2 separate regions of the Gasterosteus aculeatus genome follow, and region 2 is linked to region 1. Evidence: chromatin contacts called from public Hi-C data. All regions are on one chromosome and are shown on one strand. The core of a region is the stretch at or near the end of the contact, and the rest is flanking DNA. Distances in the headings are between cores, read along the strand shown.

Region 1 (5,639 bases), core at 1,238-3,737:
AGTCGCTGCGAGGGGAGAGAATCGGTACACAGCGCTAGTTAATCAACGAGGGGAATGTCGGCGTGTGTCAGGAACGTTTAGGGCAACTGTAACTAGTTTTTCCCTTCCTAAATGTTTCGAGCCGAACACCTTGTAGGTGTTTCTGTTTTATTTGATTTAAACATCTCTCTCCTCACACCCTGGAATGAAACACCATCAATCAGCGCTTCTGTTTCTGGATTTCTCTGAATCAGGAAATTTTCCTAAATATTTTATTTTTAAAGATAAATATACAGAAACAGATTTTCAACATTTTTCTTGCTTAAATTGGAAAGAAATCTATTTAAACGATTTAACAGGATTTTTTTACAAATTGAGTTACTGGAGTCTGCTAACTTCAGAATATTCCTGAAGGTCATGCACCGAAAAGTGCTTGATTAAGCCACCAAGGGCGTCACTTTAAGGTGGTTATTTCTGCCCGAGATGTGACCAATTTCTTTAGCTACGTGGGGAATCATTTATTCATGGCAATATAATTGTGTAATCAGAATCAGAGCGATAATTGCTCCCAGAATACCAAGTCCGCCCTTGGTATTCACACCGGGCCCTGCATACACGAGGAGCATTTCCATGCTGCTCCGGCGGTTGTTTTTGCTTTTGCAGTGACATTCCCCACTGGATGGGTGGACGGACTCCTGCACTTCTGGAGAGAGACGTGTGTGTTTATTTCTTATTTCTAAACTATATCTGCATTGCAACAACCGCGGTGACCCCCCCCCGTCCCAACCGTCACACAGGGTTCCTCTGCGGCGGATTAGTGTCTGATAACGGCCTCGTGTTTCACGCTGGTTGCTGCCGCTTGACCGGTTGGTTTTCCGCGGCTCTGTCTGCAGGGACGCGAGCCAGAGCGGAATCACAAAATGGATGTTGTGTTTACAGCCGACTGGGTTTTGTGCTCTGGGGAGTCTAGAGAGCTATTTCTTCTTTTTTTTTTTTTGTAAGTAAAACGCTCCGTCACGATCACAACTGTGCTCGTTTTTTTTTTTAGCTTTGTCGAGACACGTACAGTCCTAATCATATTCACATTGTGGGCCGTTGTGTTACTTTGGGGCTATCGGAGGTCAGGCGGGCTGCAGTTTATTAAAGTGTAAACGCCTCGTGCTGCCTTCGGGGGCTGTGCTCCCTTCTGGGTCAAGCCAATCTCGTCGCACTCGATACGGGCGCTGTGATCCCGACAGAGTGCTCGCACGTGTCTGTCGTGCACTTTTGACAGGAGGTGGACCAATAGGAACGGCGGTAGAATCCAATTTCATCCACAACAGCACCTCTTGTGCTAAATTGATCAGCTGACGGAGGGAAAATTGTATTAGTTTTGATGATCGATAAGTTGTTTGTCAATTGCTTCAGCTCAGCGTCATCTGAACATGTGCTGCCTTTCTCTGTTGAATATATTGTAAATGAAAGGCGAGACACTACAGGCAAAAACATTTTTTTCATGCACTTTTTTGGGGCTATTTTGCAACAGCCAGGAATCTCTAATGCACTTACATTTACCAAACCTTCCAGTTTCATTACCATTTATATTCTGATGGTTTTTAAAGAGGGTTTGTTTGTTCATTTATTATTGTGTGTGCTGGTTATTTCATGAATGTTAGCAGTATTATCGGTTTAATGGAGTGATACGAAGACTTGATTGACTTGATATTTCTACAAAATGAAATAAGCGATAAGACTGTGGCTGAAAGTGGCTGATTTGCACATTCAATTATGCCTATTTATATTAAATATAATATATATATATATATATATATATATATATATATATATATATATATATATATTATATTTACCTTTAGTCTCTCTCAAACTCTCCAACTGTAAAACTAGGAAATACAAACACAGCCTTAGGAAATGGAAAGTGTCTCAGCATTCTATATATCTGTTTTGAGATATCTTCAGCAAGGCACTTAATAATGGAAAGAACCATTATTACCAAAAAATGTATCGTCAAGAATGTGCCAGAGGACTTTTGAGTCCTTATATATTGTTTTATTTTTTTATTCCTTTATTTAAGTACCTTTGTCATTACATTCAGGTGAATGTCATTCATATGAGGCTGAAAGGATGTCCACTCCCTAATTCACAGACTTAGAATATTATATAAGAACTATTACATCGCCGACATTATACATCATCTCCTTGCATTCTTTGCAGCAACAGGCTCCACAGGTTATTATAAGCCTATCTGTTAGCAGCTCATTAGATTCAGTTGAAAGCAAAGAAAAGCATCTCATCCCGTGTCTTTCTTCCCCTCCTCCCACCCTGCAGGCGGCAGCATAGACAGCGACTGTGCCTTTGAAGGAGACTACGCCGTGCCCGCGCTCTCCATGACCGAGGGCATGCAGCACATTCGCATCATGGAGGGCGTGTCGCGCTCGCTGCCCTCCTCCCCGCTGCTCACACACCAGACCATCAGTGTCAGGCTGCAGCCCGTGAAGAAGCTCACAGGTAAACCCGCCTGCCGACACAGAGGCCCCTCCTTCCCCCCATAGACTAGTAGTGCTAAATCAGCCTTCCTTAGACCCTTCGCCGTGGCACGCAGAGAATCCCACAGACATCAAAGCAGACTGATGGTCGTCAATGGTAACAACCCCCCCCCCCCCCCCCCCGTCCCCCGGGCCTTCGTCAAAACTCTGGCCATTACAAAAATATGGAAATATGGGAATTGCAAAGTCGTGACGGGCCCTCGGCGTCCCAGGGAATGCGGAGGAGATCTCCTGCTCCCCCCCTTCCGTCTCCACCCATTAACTGCGTTATGAGTCTGTGTCCTGTTCCCTCTGCGTTTAGTATAGAAGATGAGGGGGTTTTTGCGTTCTGGCACAAGGGGAGGCGCGGACGTCCGAGGCTCGCCGCCGCGCTGGTTTTTCAAAATGAGAAAATGAAATATTGGCATTGCAGCTTTCACCCAATATCAGCGCGGCGCCCACAAGGAGGGAGAGTGGGAGTGAAGGACTTGATTTCAGGAGACACCACTAGGGCGCACTAGCCTCTCAGCTACTTTAGATCATTAACCTTCTCTGAATGCAGGGAGGCGCTGTGGGGGTGGAGGGGGGTTCTTTTTTTTTTACATCACACAGAATGATTTATGCTCTCTCCCAGGTCATCTCAAGAGTGGGGGTTTTAAAGAGGAAACACTGACTAATCGTCTTTCTCTTCTACCTGGGTAAAATGTAGGGGATGCTCTTTGGAGGAGCATCAAGTCCATCTTATCGCGTTCTTTCTCTCTGCTCACTGAGGAGACACGTTTGCTCGGTCTGTTTTTTTCTTTAACTTGGCATTGCAGTCTGATTTAATGTGAACACTTTCATCTGCGTGGATCAAAGTGATTTCTTTTTTACAATGTCAGCGTGTAAATGAGTATAAATATCTACATATCTACATAAATATCTACATATATATATATATATATATATATATATCTACATATAAATATCTACATGAATATATGTGTGCGTGTTACTTGTGTGAGAGCTGCTGGCTGTGAAGGCCGCTTTGATGTGTTCATTTTTGAAAATCGGGATAGTCCATCTTTTTTTTAAATATCTTGTGTGTCTCAGCTGATTATTTTACTATTGCGTAATTTGCCCTCTTTCTTTCCCATCTTCAGTTATACTCCATGTTCTCCATGGTTTCATATCCAACCCAACTAGGGTACACTACAGAGAACCCTGTTATACATCCATGGTTTCATATCCAACCCAACTAGGGTACACTACAGAGAACCCTGTTATACATCCATGGTTTCATATCCAACCAACTAGGGTACACTACAGAGAACCCTGTTATACATGCATGGTTTCATATCTAACCCAACTAGGGTACACTACAGAGAACCCTGTTATACATGCATGGTTTCATATCTAACCCAACTAGGGTACACTACAGAGAACCCTGTTATACATCCATGGTTTCATATCCAACCAACTAGGGTACACTACAGAGAACCCTGTTATACATCCATGGTTTCATATCCAACCAACTAGGGTACACTACAGAGAACCCTGTTATACATCCATGGTTTCATATCCAACCAACTAGGGTACACTACAGAGAACCCTGTTATACATGCATGGTTTCATATCTAACCCAACTAGGGTACACTACAGAGAACCCTGTTACACATGCATGGTTTCATAAACGGTTTGTGTTACAAATCATCCTCAGAGAACCCTTTTCTTATAAAAATGGGTTTATAATGAGCAAAGGTTTCTGGGTGAACCCACAGCTCTATAGGAAGAACTCAGTGTTTCTGTGATTGTGGCCTCTCGGGACTGAAATTTGTCCATCACAAAAAGCGAAAAATGTCGTTCTTCACAAGTCTTTTCACAACTTGCATGAAAGTCCTGAAAGACGTGTTTCCTCTCAAGTGGAACTGGGTCCCAACCACCCTGGCTTTCTCACCCTTTAATTAATTCAACTCAGCGCCACCTCTTGCGCAGCCTGACAGGACTGTGTGTGTGCGAGGGAGCTTGTGCGCTTACGTCAGAGGGCAGAACCCTCTTCCGTGCCAGAGGTGGGAGAGACAGACGTGGCAGATAGTTGAGCACAAAAGAGAGCAAACAGCGGCGGGTCCAAAGCCTGCAGCTCTTTGATCCACTTCCCCCTCCCATCACCCCCCGCCAGTGGCCTCCACCACCCAGCAGCCCCTCTTTGGCCCTCCTGTGGCCGAGCGGTGGTGTTGGCGAGGGCTTTGGTTATCTGACGGAATGGAAACTCCATGAAAGCTCTGACCTTTTTAGAGAGCCATTGCTTTCTGATTGAATCCCCTCCGCCTGCATGAAGACTCTCGAGGGGTCAACGTGTAAAACCGGCGGGCGAGGAAGGCAGCCGCCGCACGCCGAAGTGTGTAGTTTAACCAAGTGATACCGACCGCTGGTTGGATAAAAATATACTGTCTGAGAACACTTGATATGTCTTGATATGAGTAAAGATACTATACAGTTAAAAGATACACTTTGTTATTAAAGAATACAGTGTGGTAGTTTATAGATGACACTCAGGTCGTAACAATACATTTTGTTCTAATTCAAATTATTTAAAAATCACCCAAGATACCCAACAAAATAAATGACCTATGACCAGCATAAAATATCCTCGAGGTATTTCATGCTGCTTTCTCTTTCTCCTCCACTACATCTCACAGATGTAAGCGGTGTTCATGTCAGAGGTATAGTTACTTTCCAAATTAAGATTCTTCAAACAAATCATGTAATCGGATTATAATAATGTACTACTTTGGAGAAGAGATTTTACATAATAACAAATTTTCAGTGGAACTGGAAGATGTTTCCTGATATAACAATGTTCCCCTGCTGTGCGCGGCATGAAAACATTTATTCTCACCAGTGTTTCAGAAATCCGACATCGTGGTGCATTTTTCCAATAACCCATGTGGCGTGTTTACATTCTCTATATTTAGTCAGCAGTTTATAAGACCACGATGATGATCACTGATTGCTCCTTTGTTCTTTAATAAACACCTCACTCAAGCGTCGGGCTCGTCAGAGACCTCGGCCCAGAAGATTGATCGGGCCCCGCTCCACTCTGAAACATTTAAACGGTATTATTTCAACATCTTTCCACAGGTTACGCCGCTTTCC
Region 2 (5,805 bases), core at 1,959-4,458, 37 kb after region 1:
CTCTCTCTCTTTGTCTTATGCTCGCTGTCCGTCGCAGCTTCCGCTAATAACGCCAATGCCTGGCAATCGCAGTCACGTAAGTTACTTTCATTTTCATTTGTTGCACCGGGCGGAACGTTCCGTCCTCAACATTAAGGGACGTTACTGCCACGTTTCACAGAGCACGCTCATTTGGATTAAAGCATTTGAGTTATTCACACTCAACGCACATTCTCAACCAGGATTAATCAGCATAGGCTGATGTACCACTTAAAGAAACAACACGCCACATCGTAGAGAGCAGTTTTCACTCTTTTTTTTTTTTTTTTACTTTAAAAGATGGAAGGAGCAGACGGAACTTTATACTGAATTCATCGCACATCTGTTCGTACCAGATTAATTTTGGCCTCATTAGTCATTAATGGTCCATATGTTGGGCTGAGAAGATGCACAACCTCTGGAGGCCATGAGTTTAATGTGCCCCTCAAACGACTGTTGAATTCACGCCTTAGTGAGTGAAATCAACAGTCCTTGCTTGTTAAAGTGCCCAAAGCAATAATTCCCTCACATAGCAATCATTGAGCAATCAGTATAGTTTTAATTTCAGAAGTTTCACTTTCCACTTACTTGATTCATTTTGTGTTACTGTATTTCATTAAAAAAAATAGAACACAATATTTGTAACCCTGAAATCCACATCCACTCCTATTTTGTTTATCAATAGACAGCAATAGAATATTTTATTTTATATATAATACATGTGAGAACTACCTACTACTATTACACGCTTTTTTTCTGCATAGGTATTTATGTTATTCAAAATTATATCCAAGTATTACTATCATGTTAATGTACACGCAGTAACTCGCTCCATATCAGTCCTCAGATGCAAACAGGACAGATATGCAGACATCTCAAAATCTGTTATGCGCTAACTAGCATGTCAAATTCCTTTGATATATCTAACATACTTTAACAATAAATGTTCCTGATTCCTGAAAATGCTCGTGAAGGAACATGAATGTGCCTTTGACCTCTAAATCCTCTCTTCTCCTTGACCCGCCAGTGCGTTTTGCACCCTATCGGCCTCAAGACATCGCCCTCAAACCCCTGCTGTTCGAGGTGCCCAGCATCACCATGGACTCGGTCTTCACGGGCCGCGAGTGGCTCTTCCAGGAGATCGATGCCCACCTCAACAGCCCCAACGCCAGCACCAACCGCGGCGTGGCGGTGTTGGGCAACATCGGCTTCGGCAAGACCGCCATCGTCTCTCGCCTGGTGGCGCTCAGCTGCCACGGCACCCGCATGAGGCAGATCGCCTCCGACAGCCCCCAGGCGTCGCCCAAACGTAGGCTCACGTCTCCGTACGAGTAGTGCATTCGTGCACCGGGTGAAGATGCTAAACTGATGAGGATTCTTTTCTGAACTCCATTGTTGAATTTTGGTATTTTAGAAATGTTAGAAACCTTAAATTTAGAACAGAAAGCCGGCGCGAGTGTCTCACGCGTGTGTGTCTTGTGTCCAGATGGAGAGGGTCTCCCTCTCACTCAGCCCCAGCCCACGCACGGCACCCTGGGAGGAGGCAGCTGTCCCGGGACCCCCGAGATGAGGCGACGTCAGGAAGAGTCCATGAGGAGGCTGGCGTCTCAGGTACCGGATACACACGTGACAGACAAATACACCGGAGACGGTCTGCGTCTCCAAGTATTAAGACACGCAGATATGATCTTTTTCCTTCTTTTTTTTTACTGCTTTTCCTCCCATTTGCTTTTTTTACAAATGAAAATGATCTATTTATCTGCTGCGGATATATACAGCACCAGTCAAAGGTGTGGACACGCTTTCTTATTGAATTGATTGAGAAAATGTATCCAAACTTTTGAGTGGTACTGCGAGCGTGTTTACAATGTGCCATTTCTAGCTTTCAATTGATGGTTGCGTATTACGAAGAAGAAGATAAGTGCACCAGCCTGAGCCACTTAGGAATATTTCCTCCCACTCCTCCATTTCCTTTTTTTCTTTCACAGCTGTGTGAAATGTAAAAATATACATGTTAGAATTGCCAAATGCTATGTAAGGAGTCTAATTTGCATTCGAGTGTTGTCAGTTCTTCCTGTCCTATTTATCAAAGGGTGGAACTGCATGCATGATCGTTAAGGGAAAACATTGCCGACGTGTCGTAATAATACATTTTCTCGTGTTTGTTGTTAAGCATGACGTTTCCAGGCCTCTGTCCTTCGGTAAAGATCATCATTTAATGTCTTAGTTTTTCAATTAGGGACAGCGGAGGTGGCAGAATATTCAGCGAAATATATCATATATTTCTCCAAAGTGCGCGCATGGACACAGCGACTTTTGCTCCCCGAGGTGATAGACTTCAAATAAGCAGCAGATAAGCTGGGACTCCATTTTTATGCTCTTTTTTGTGTTAAATGTTGACTTTCAAAACACTATAACCGGAGAGTTTAGCTCGCTTTAACAGTGTGTGTGAACCCGGCTCTCTTTCCGGCTCTTCTTCCTGTCTTCTGTCTCACGTCGGCCCCCCTCCACCCCCCCCCCCATGCAGCTCAGCCATCTGCGTCCCCGGCCCCAGCTTGATGCATTATGCAGATGTGTTTAAAAGAGAAAAAACAACTTTGCCAGGGAGCCTTATGAAATATTTATACCTGTAGAAAGCCATTTCCCTGCCAAGCCATTAGATCGTGTTAACTCCGTGCATAGATGATGGCGCTCACTCCCCTTTTGTTTTAAAGACCTTTATCCCGCTGTGACCAAAAAAATTTGCATTTCGTTTCATTTCGATACTGCCTTCTGATCGCCGTCGGCAGCCTCTGAAACATTTCAAACTCTTTGTGATCTCTGTCGCCAGGAGCGCTTTAGTCACACCTGCGTCCGTTCGCTCAGTCGACTGACCTCCCCGGCAAACTCGCCCCCTCGACCGCCCCCTCTCGTGACGAACACAGACACATCGGATCATGTAACCATGGCCACGTTTGGAGAACATCGCGCAAACGGCTCGACTCTGTCGTGCCACAGTCATCCCGGCACATGAGCTCGCACGTGCCCCCCCCTTCCGGAAGCGGCCTCACCTGGCAGCCTGAAGCGATAAGTTCTGAATAGCTAAAGCGACGTTTCATTATACTGCAATGAAGTCGGAGGCAGTGCATGTGAAATGTTATTTCAAAAAGTGGGGTCATGTGACTCCCGCGAGCCCAGACCGTGGTCAATGTCGGGATCGCCAGGTGTGCACCGGAAGGGTGCGTCTTTTGGGGTTTCCTTGAGGGTTGACCCGGGCTGCGTCCTTCTCTCCGCTCTTTGTCGCCCCCAGGTGGTGGCGTACCACTACTGCCAGGCCGACAACGCCTACACCTGCTTGGTGCCGGAGTTCGTGCACAACGTGGCGGCCCTGCTGTGCCGCTCGCCGCACCTCGTCGCCTACAGGGAGCAGCTGCTGAAGGAGCCGCACCTCCAGAGCACCCTGAGCCTGCGCTCCTGCGTCCAGGACCCCCTGGCCTCCTTCAGGAGGGGCGTGCTGGAGCCCCTGGACGCACTTTACAGAGGTGAAGCACTCGCGAAACAAATTGGTCGCACTTGACAGCGGTTTCACGGGAACGGTGTATTTGTTTATTCTCATGCAAGTCGTCTGTGTAAAGTGAATTTTGTATTTTAATTGAACTCATGAGGGTGAATCAAACACAGCAGTTTGTAGCTCTGCTCTTTAGTTGAAGTATGTAGAAATCATTTTAGTTTAAGAATCATCACCGTGCTTTTGCCAATTTGTAACTTGTTTGGCCTCAGCACTCAATTTGCCACGTTCAGTTTATTGTTCGACTCGAGTCCTTTTGTGCATAATAACAGATGCCTTGTCAAGATCATAAAGCTCCCTATTTATTAATCCAAACAAAGCTTAATTTAGATTGTTCCAAACTTTCATTTTAAATGAAAAACAAACAAAAATCTGTAATGAAATTTCACTTGGTGGCTTACCCTCAAAGTCTAAATGAATCTTCGTCGTCTGAGGAGGAAGGCCATTAAATGTGGTTTATAGTTCTGCAATCAAATATATTTTATTCATGTCTTATCAGTCTGTTGTTTCCAAGTTGAATGAATTTCCCCAAAAAATAGTATTTCTGTATTTTTGTCAACATTCTTGTTCTGTTTCAGAGAGGAAGATCAACTCTGAGGAGGACCTCATCATCCTCATAGACGGCTTGAACGAGGCAGAGTTCCACAAGCCGGACTACGGAGACACCATCGTGTCCTTCCTCACTAAAACCATCAACAAGTTCCCTCCTTGGCTCAAACTGGTGGTGACGGTCAGAACCACGTTGCAGGTCCTTTATTTATTTATTTCTGACCTTTTTTAAAATGATTATTTTTACCATATATCAGCAAGTACTGTATGTCTACGTTTATGTTCACGGCCATTTCTCTGCCATGTCACTGTCACTGTTTAGGAGATCACCAACTCGCTGCCCTTCCACCGCATCTTCCTGGACGGCCTGGAGGAGAACGACGCCATAGACCAGGACCTGCAGGGCTACATCCTGCACCGCATCCACAGCAGCCCCGAGATCCAGAACAACATCTCGCTCAACGGCAAGATGGACAACACCACCTTCGGCAAGCTCAGCGCCCACCTCAAGGCCCTGAGCCAGGGCTCCTACCTGTACCTCAAGCTCACCTTTGACCTCATCGAGAAGGGCTACCTTGTCCTCAAAAGCTCCAGCTACAAGGTGTGTTTTTTTGCAGATTGATTGAACAGTGAAATTTGAGCGCACAGATATGATGAGACAGAAATTTGAGAATAGAAATCCTGGAAACAAACGTGCTCCTTATAGTCTTATTTTTTTGTATCAATAGTAGCTTAAACACTGCAAACAGGAACCTCTGATGGATAAATAAGAGTACTTTTAACCGATTTGCCAACAAAAAAAGCATGACTCAAGTTGTAGCCCACAGCGTTACTCACGGCCTCCATAGCAACAGAGAAGACAAGACAGGTTTCTAAACCAAATATCCTGGTATTTATGGTTTGCCAAGGCAACAATGGGATTGTTTTTTTTTATTGACCTGCTCTCTGACGTGCTTTGCGTAAAAATAGTTTCATAAAATATTCGTGACGGTTGGAACCAAACCCCTTTCCATGACTAATGCAGCTGAATTGTTTAAGTGTGCATTTCATAGTGAAATATGTTATTTCACACCTCCCGGGTTTATTTTAATTTCATGTATTCAGAAGTGCGTCCCGACTTCATAAAAAATGAAAACAGTAAATCCACATTCTCCCCGACCGCGTTGACGGGTCGGACGCGCGCTGAACAAACACCGTGCATTATTCATTTTCTGTAGAGTGCCGCATGCCCCCCCCCCCCCCCCCCCGCCCCAAATCAGCGATCCGATTCTTTCTTCTCAGGTGGTTCCGGTGAACCTGGCAGAGGTGTACCTGCTGCAGTGCAACATGCGCTTCCCCACGCAGTCCTCGTTCGAGCGGGCGCTTCCTCTGCTCAACGTGGCCGTGGCCTCGCTTCACCCGCTGAACGATGAGCAGATTTATCAGGCCATCAACTCCGGATCGCTGCAGGTAATGATGCCGAAATGTTACTGGACCTCCCAGCTTGAGACCGTTGAATACCTCGAGGCTTCCAAGTCAAACGACGTGTTGGAAAATGGGCCGCTCTGATCCGTGGTGGCGGTCAACGCCTCAGCTCACTTTTGAATGAGAAGACTTTAGTTACCTTGCAAAGTCATCTCTAATATTTGGTTATTATTATTATTGTTATTCTCTGTCCTGTGGATCAAATAAATGAACAGGATTGACATAAT

The links. A called contact is a pair of places that touch in the nucleus more often than the background predicts.
Region 2: a Hi-C map of skeletal muscle shows a contact between it and region 1, with 5 times the contacts expected there. The contact joins two enhancer-like sites. A contact is called at or near these places in 3 of 6 Hi-C or Micro-C datasets (skeletal muscle, tail fin and whole body).

What each region holds. Positions count from the first base shown.
Region 1 is chr5:9,082,079-9,087,717 of fGasAcu3.hap1.1, forward strand. It overlaps tanc2b (tetratricopeptide repeat, ankyrin repeat and coiled-coil containing 2b), which reads left to right. Exons shown (of 28, transcript XM_078103172.1): 4 at 2,308-2,487. Among protein-coding and RNA genes, the nearest start is that of tanc2b, 53 kb to the left of the region's middle. Within about 2 kb of position 2,488, at least 1 of the 9 cell types and tissues checked has open chromatin away from gene starts, as enhancers often do.
Region 2 is chr5:9,118,428-9,124,232 of fGasAcu3.hap1.1, forward strand. It overlaps tanc2b (tetratricopeptide repeat, ankyrin repeat and coiled-coil containing 2b), which reads left to right. Exons shown (of 28, transcript XM_078103172.1): 9 at 1,046-1,327; 10 at 1,505-1,629; 11 at 3,308-3,539; 12 at 4,144-4,313; 13 at 4,437-4,715; 14 at 5,396-5,563. Among protein-coding and RNA genes, the nearest start is that of lsm12b, 20 kb to the right of the region's middle. Within about 2 kb of position 3,209, at least 1 of the 9 cell types and tissues checked has open chromatin away from gene starts, as enhancers often do.